2 separate regions of the Mus musculus genome follow, and region 2 is linked to region 1. A link is a contact called in public HiCAR-type data. All regions are on one chromosome and are shown on one strand. Each heading gives the region's core, a stretch centred on a gene start, on an enhancer-like site or on the middle of the called end of the contact. The rest is flanking DNA. Distances are from core to core; before and after follow the strand shown.

Evidence for each region. HiCAR-type assays count read pairs that join an accessible place to other places.
Region 2: a HiCAR-type map of astrocytes shows a contact between it and region 1, with 8 times the contacts expected there. The contact joins the promoter of Atp2b1 here to the promoter of Eea1 in region 1. A contact is called at or near these places in 2 of 39 promoter capture datasets (hippocampal neurons and pre-B cells), 2 of 115 datasets of contacts at active chromatin or transcription factors (astrocytes and embryonic stem cells) and 1 of 9 other capture datasets (adipose tissue).

What each region holds. Positions count from the first base shown.
Region 1 is chr10:95,939,279-95,942,390 of GRCm38.p6, reverse strand. It overlaps Eea1 (early endosome antigen 1), which reads right to left and starts at 1,728. Exons shown (of 29, transcript NM_001001932.3): 1 at 1,419-1,728. The coding sequence starts at 1,442.
Region 2 is chr10:98,913,197-98,916,428 of GRCm38.p6, reverse strand. It overlaps Atp2b1 (ATPase, Ca++ transporting, plasma membrane 1), which reads right to left and starts at 1,277. Exons shown (of 21, transcript NM_026482.2): 1 at 1,058-1,277.

The sequences.
Region 1 (3,112 bases), core at 479-2,978:
GATAAACAAACAACAATACGAAGAATGATCGTCATACAATCCCAGGTCTTCAGAACTGAAAAACCCATGTTTTTTGAAAGCCAAACTGTTGCCACCAGAAGCAACTCCCAAATCAGAAAACATTGTTGATAAACTTAAAAGCAAACCACAAACTCCTTTTCTCTTGGGTAACTGTATGGGGGGGGAGGGGGTGCACTCACGTGTGCGTGTGTAACCTGAGGTTAAGGTAATCAGTTCTCTTAAGCAAATCAAGCCATCAATCATGCACAGAAGCCTTTGCTGTTGAACAAAGCAGCTGATGGGGAGAGTAAAGGGTATGCCCTTGCTTGCTACCAAGGTTCAGCTCTATCAAAGTTTCAAAAAAACTACCAAAAACGATTGCAAAAGGAAAAAAAAAAAAATCCAATGTCCCCACAGAGGGCCAGAGCAGACGTTAACTATGTTTCCTCTGATGTATGACCAGATGACTTCAATGTTTCACAGAAGCTGTCTAAACAGAATCTTCCCTTCCTGTGTACTGGCTGACTCAACCCTCCTTGGCACATTTCTTAACTAAATGCTACACATTCAGTAAGTTCTTGTCCTTTGAACTAATTCTCCTACTCTCTAGGTAACATCTCTTTACATTAACCAGCTGCAGAAGGGAGCGAATGGAAGCTATCCAAAACACTTGAGTAGGCAACTCTTATTAGAAGCGATTTTAATTATGTTATTCTAGGAACTGGTACCTAAACAAAACATCTACGGCTTTCCAACGCTCTTACCTTTTTACCCTCAAGATTTCCCAGATTTTACATTGAGATAGCCCTGGTGGAAACTAAACTGGAGTGTATCTGCCGTTTGAGCCATTTAGTCCTGGATAACTAAAATGAGGTTCTGGGTCTTGGAGAGGAAAATGCACTTGTAATTCTTAAAAGAAACTTTCCAACAGTGAGTAATATCTTCCTTCTCCACCGACTTTGGCAGTTCAGCGTCTTCAAGTCCCAGGACTAGGCCGGGTCTCCCATGACCCTCCTGTACCGTGCAGATAGATGAGTAAGGAGGCAGACAGGCAGGTGCGTGTCGTGGGAAGGTGGTGGCACGCTGGGGCAGGGAAGGGCCCCGCAGCCGCCCGCAGCCGAGCACCCACGGGCGCGGAGCCGGGAGCGGGGAGCGGGGAGGGGCGCGCGCGGGCACCACACCCTCCAGCCCGTGGTGACAGCCCCGAGCGCGGGAGCCGAGGCTGGAGGCCCTCCGGGCTCCGGCCTGCGCCCCGCCCCACCCGCAGCCCGGCTCCGGCAGGACCAGCAGGCCTCGGCGCACGCTGTCACCGGGCCTAGCGGAGCTCTGAGCGCCCCCGCCCTCCAGCCCGGGCTGCCCCGCGGCCGGGCTCGGACGCTCGCGCTCACGTGCTGCCGGAAGGACGGTTTCACTCTTACCCTCTGCAAGATCCTTCGAAACATGGTTTGGCCGGCCGCCGCCGCCGCCGTCACCGCCGCCGCCGCCGCGGGGACTCTCCGCGCCCTTATGCGGGTTACTCACGACTGGAGGGCGCGAGGGGCCGGCAGCCGAGCCGGGAGGGAGGAGGGCGGGGAAGAGGCGGCGGTGGACGCGGCTTTGGCGGCCCCGACTTCCCCACAGGCGGCGAGAGGCTCACGAGCACGAGCCAGCGAGGAGGGAGCCAGCGAGCGCCCGCCTGCCGGGCCGCCCCCGTAACTGACAGCTGGGCGGGCCCGCCCGCCCGGGGCCGAGGGGCGGAGCCGCTGCAGCCCCGCCTCCTCGGCCTGTCCATCCGCGGGGAGGGCGGGGCCGGAGGGAGGGCCGGCCCGAGGCTTCGACCAATCGGAAGCGGGGCTAGTGTGAGAGACAGGCCACAGGAAGCTGGTGCCTTGGCTTCTTCCGCCGAGAGCTTGGACCTTGGGTGCCGGACCCTGCTCGGGAATGTTGAGGGTTGCCTGGTGTTCTGATGGAGAAGATGCGTGGGGACCTCACGGGTCCCGCCTGGAGGTGTCCCCCACACGGGGATGGAAGAACAGGTTTTAGAGCTAACTTCAGCTGAGCCCCAGCCTAGGATGGAAGTTTGCTAGCGCTCTTAGTGCAGCAACCCCGAGCCGGATCCTCCTCTTGGCTGGAAAGGCTGATTCGACCTCTAAACTCCAAGCCATTGTGGACCCGAGAAACCAAGGCTTACTTAACTGTGTTGGGCTTCCCCCTGCTTTTCCATACCCAGGTTACCCGCTTCCTTCCTGCTTCTGATTGCAATCAGAGCAACAATAAAACATGGGAGGAGGCTGGGTTTGGGATTAACTAGAGAAGTTTGGGTTTATCCTTTTGTGACAGGGCAAAGGTTTCTTCATCTTATTTCAGCTGGAGCCATCCTTGTTTTAAGCTGAAACACACACACTTTTACTAGCCCTTCCGTGGGAAAGCACCTAACTATGTTCTAAAAGCAAGGGGTAGAAATACCCCAGCTAACTTCGTGTCCTTGGCTTCTGTTTAACCACTTGCTTGCTTCCTCCTTCAACTGCCAGCTAGGATGTGAGTTTTCTGTGTTCTTTGTCTCTAGAAACTCTCTGTAATGTGCATTCGGGGTTGCTCTGTTATAAGTGTTTCTCTCCCAGGCAATTCCAGTGCTTGGGAGGCCTCTGCCAGGTTCTAGATGACTAAACTGCACAAGGTGAAACTTGGGATACTGACAGTACCTAGTGACCTGGGAGCTGAGAGAGCAATCAGAAAGGCTGGGAACTGGGGATGCCTAGATTGTGGGGTGGGGGAAAGCATTGAATACCTCAGGTAAGGTTTCTCTATCTGTAGCTAATAATCCTAGGGACTTGTGGAAAAGCTAAATGCAGTGTCAGTTTCTGAGTCGGTGGGGCCTCCAGGACGCTGTTAGGTCAGGATTGTGGGGGTGGGGGGGCTACCAGATTTGAGAACTTTGTCCTATTTTTGTATTGTGTAGATTGCTTGTGCTGTTCATTGTTCTTGAGAAATTTAAAATCATGGGTCAAAATTCTTCTACCCAGAAAACCCCTTGAATCTGATGAACTCTCATTTTAAGAGTCTCCAGAGGAAAGCTCACGAGTCTGGAGAACAGATCTCAACGGGAAAATTAACTACTTTGTGTACCCTTGAT
Region 2 (3,232 bases), core at 28-2,527, 3.0 Mb before region 1:
GACAGGAGTCATTAGATTATTAATAAACCCAGAAAAGTAGCATGCATAGCAGCCAAAGGTGGCTGTCTGCAGCGCTCTAACCCCTAGGAAGGGTAAAAAAAACAGCCTACCGAGGAGGTTCGCGTCCTTACCAAGGTCCTGCAGACCCTTTTACCCACGCAGACCAGCCCCAGCTTCCCCTTGCGGGTCCGATCACCGCAACAGCAAAAGCATTCCCAATGCTAGAGTCCCGCAGTAAACTGGTGACTGAAATGTGCAGAGACCAACCTGGGCAAAGACCGAGGCGCAGACCCAGGGGTCGCTAACTAGCTAAGACACAAAATTCTCCTGCAAGATGAAATAGAGAAGAAGCCCCCGCCACCTCCGCCCCCCCCACCCCCGCAATAGGAATGCCACCCTCCTTTCTTACTGACCCTTTCCGAGGACAGAGCAGATTTTCCCCCTTTTAAACTAAGTACATAAACATGAATCGGAAGCACCCGTGAACATCCTGGGGGGCCAGACTCAAGACCTGAAGAGAGCGTCCAGGCGGCTCTTCAACTCCCCGGGAGTCACCGTCCTGTCTGACAGGCATCTATCACACCATCCTCTCCGGGGGGCCGACGACAAACCTTCACCTTGCACGGGCAGTACCTCCCGGGGGCCCAAGCCAGGGATTAAATGGGTGACCCTCCCGGGTCGCAGGAAGAGGGAGTGCCGGGGCACCGCTGCCCTCAAGGTCACCACATGCCGGGGTAGGGGCGACCGGTGTTCAGATGGGCTGTGGCGGCAGCAGGGGCAGCCCCGCGAAGTCCGAGAGCCCTCGGGTGTAGACGAGAAGCCACCGGGACGGCGACTCCGAGCTGGACCCGGCGCCGAGGCGCGCGGAGAGGAAGCCTCCTCACCTTTACGGTCTCCTAGCAGGAGCGAACCCCGGCGGCGCCGCCAACTTCGCGGGGACCCGCCGCGCTCCACCCCGCGCCCAGCTGTCAGGACCCCCGCCGCGCCCTGCGCGCCCCACCCGGCCTCCCCCGCAGGTGGCCGCCCCCGCCGCGGGCAGCCACCGGCCGCCACTCACCTCGCCCGCAGCGGGAACCATTTTTTCCGAGGGGAAGAATCAAGGAAAGCTAGGCGGGTGGGTCCGGGGGATGGCGGCGAGGGGTCGCGGGACGTGCCCGCAGCCGGCTCGCTGGGTTCGGGGCGCCACGCGGAGGTGCGGCTGCACCTCGGGAAGGAGGCGGCGGCGGCGGAGCCCAGAGACTCGGCGTCCACCAGCCGGGGCTCCCTACTCACGCTGCACCGCGAGGAGGCGGCGGCGGAGGAGGAGGAGGCGGCGCCCGGCCGGCCCCCGCCCAGAGCCCGGCGGCCGCCGAGTGGCCGCTCGCGTCCCCGCAGGACCCGCCTCCTCCGCTCCGCAAAGCCGCGCTCAGGGCGCGCCGCGCTCGGCACAGCAGCTCAACCGGCCCCGCGCCGGCGTCCGCAGCAGCAGCAACAGCAGCAGCAACGGGCGGGGTGCAACCCGGGGCGGGGTCCGGGGACACCGGTCCGCAGACGCGGAGCTCAAGGGGCAACGGCCAGCTCCGGGGCAGGGGCCCGGTGTGCACCGGGTGACCCGCGAGACCGCCCGAGCAGGCAAGGGGGGAGGAGGGCGCTCACCCGTTCCGGTCCGACGCTCCCTTCTTCTCCACACCTCCACGCCTCCCGCTCCACGCTGGCAGCGCAGCTGCTCCCGCTGCCTCTGCCACCGCTGCGGATGCTCGCGCGGCCGCCGCTGCCGCCTTGGCTGGGCGCGGTCACGTGACGCGGCCCGCGGGGAGCCTGAGGGCGGGCGGGCGGGCGCGCGCGCGCGCACGAGCGGAGGTAGCGCCGCTCGGACCGGGACTGGCGCTTCCCGGAGAGGGCGTTTAAGGGGAGGATCCGGCGAGCGCGGCCCCGCCTGGCGAGCGCGCGCCCGGGGTGGGGTGAGGCGGCGGGGATCAGAACTTGCAGCGCGCGGTGTGGAAAGGGTGGCCTGTAGTGCGGGGCGGGCGACTCGCGCCTCCGCGCGCCCCTCCCTCTCTTCCTTCCCTGCGCGCCGGGCTCCCGGCTGCCCCCGCCCCCTCCTGCGCTGTCGCCCCCTCCCTTCCCCTCCTGCGGCGGCTTCCGATTGGCCGTCGGGGCTCTGACGTCTGTGTTTCCATGACGTGTCGGGGCCGGGGAGGGCCGCGGGAGGGGGCGGCGGGGGAGGAGGGGGCGGTGACTCCGTCCGTCACCGCCGGTGCCTGGGCGCGCGGCCCGGCGGCTCCTGCAACGTGAGGAAGCCGGAGAGCGACGAGTGCCGCCGCAGTGGGACGCCCTTCACTTGGGGTCCCGCTCGAGTCGCCCCCGGGTGGAGGCGATGCCGGGTCACGGGACGGGAGAGCGGCTCGGCGCCCACTCCCTAGCGGACCTGTCTCCTGTCCCGGACGGTGACGCACTCGCCCGACAGCCAAAGTGCCTTCCCTTTTGGGAAGAGAGCCCACTCGCCCTGTAGGCGCGCTGGCCCGGCCACCGACACCGGGGATCCCCGCTGCAGCGCCCAAACCGTGTCCTCTAGCCGGTGCAAGCAGGCCTCGCAAGGTCCGCTTGAAGTCCTCGTGTTTCTCTTTTGGGTTTGCTGCTGCGGCTGCTGCTTTTTTTTTTTTTTTTTTTTTTTTTTTTCCTACCTGTGGCGAGCTAGTGGGTCTTTAATTCATAATACTTAAATCCTGCCCTCATCTTTCCCGAGGAGAAAGGAACAAGAAAAAAAAAAAAAATCATGCAGAGTACCGTGCAGTATTTAGACGGTAAAAGGTAGCCGACTCTGGTCCAACCAGTTCAAAAGAAAACCGCTCATGATTACTTCTACTTTAAAAAAGGATATTCTTGACTGTATCCACACATTTAAAGATGTGTATCCTGTCCCATCTTTCTGTAATCTCTGCTTGAACTAAAGGTTCCCCCTTCCCCCGAACAATTTAGACCTTATCCGTGTTATTTTCAGCATCACTTAGCTTGAGAAAAAAACATCAAAAAAAGTGATCTGTAAGTGTTTTGTTTTGCTTTTTTCAACCCTGAATTGGAAGAATTGGTAGTTTCATAGTCTTCTCCAAAGCACACCGGTAAGACAAGTACTGCATTATGTATGTTCCCTGTCGGGTAGCATTTGTTTTAAAATAATATAAAGGCTTGAAAAGAAAATACTTGAGTTTAAAAGCAAATTTTCCATGATAAAACTGCTGAAAATAATTTTTCC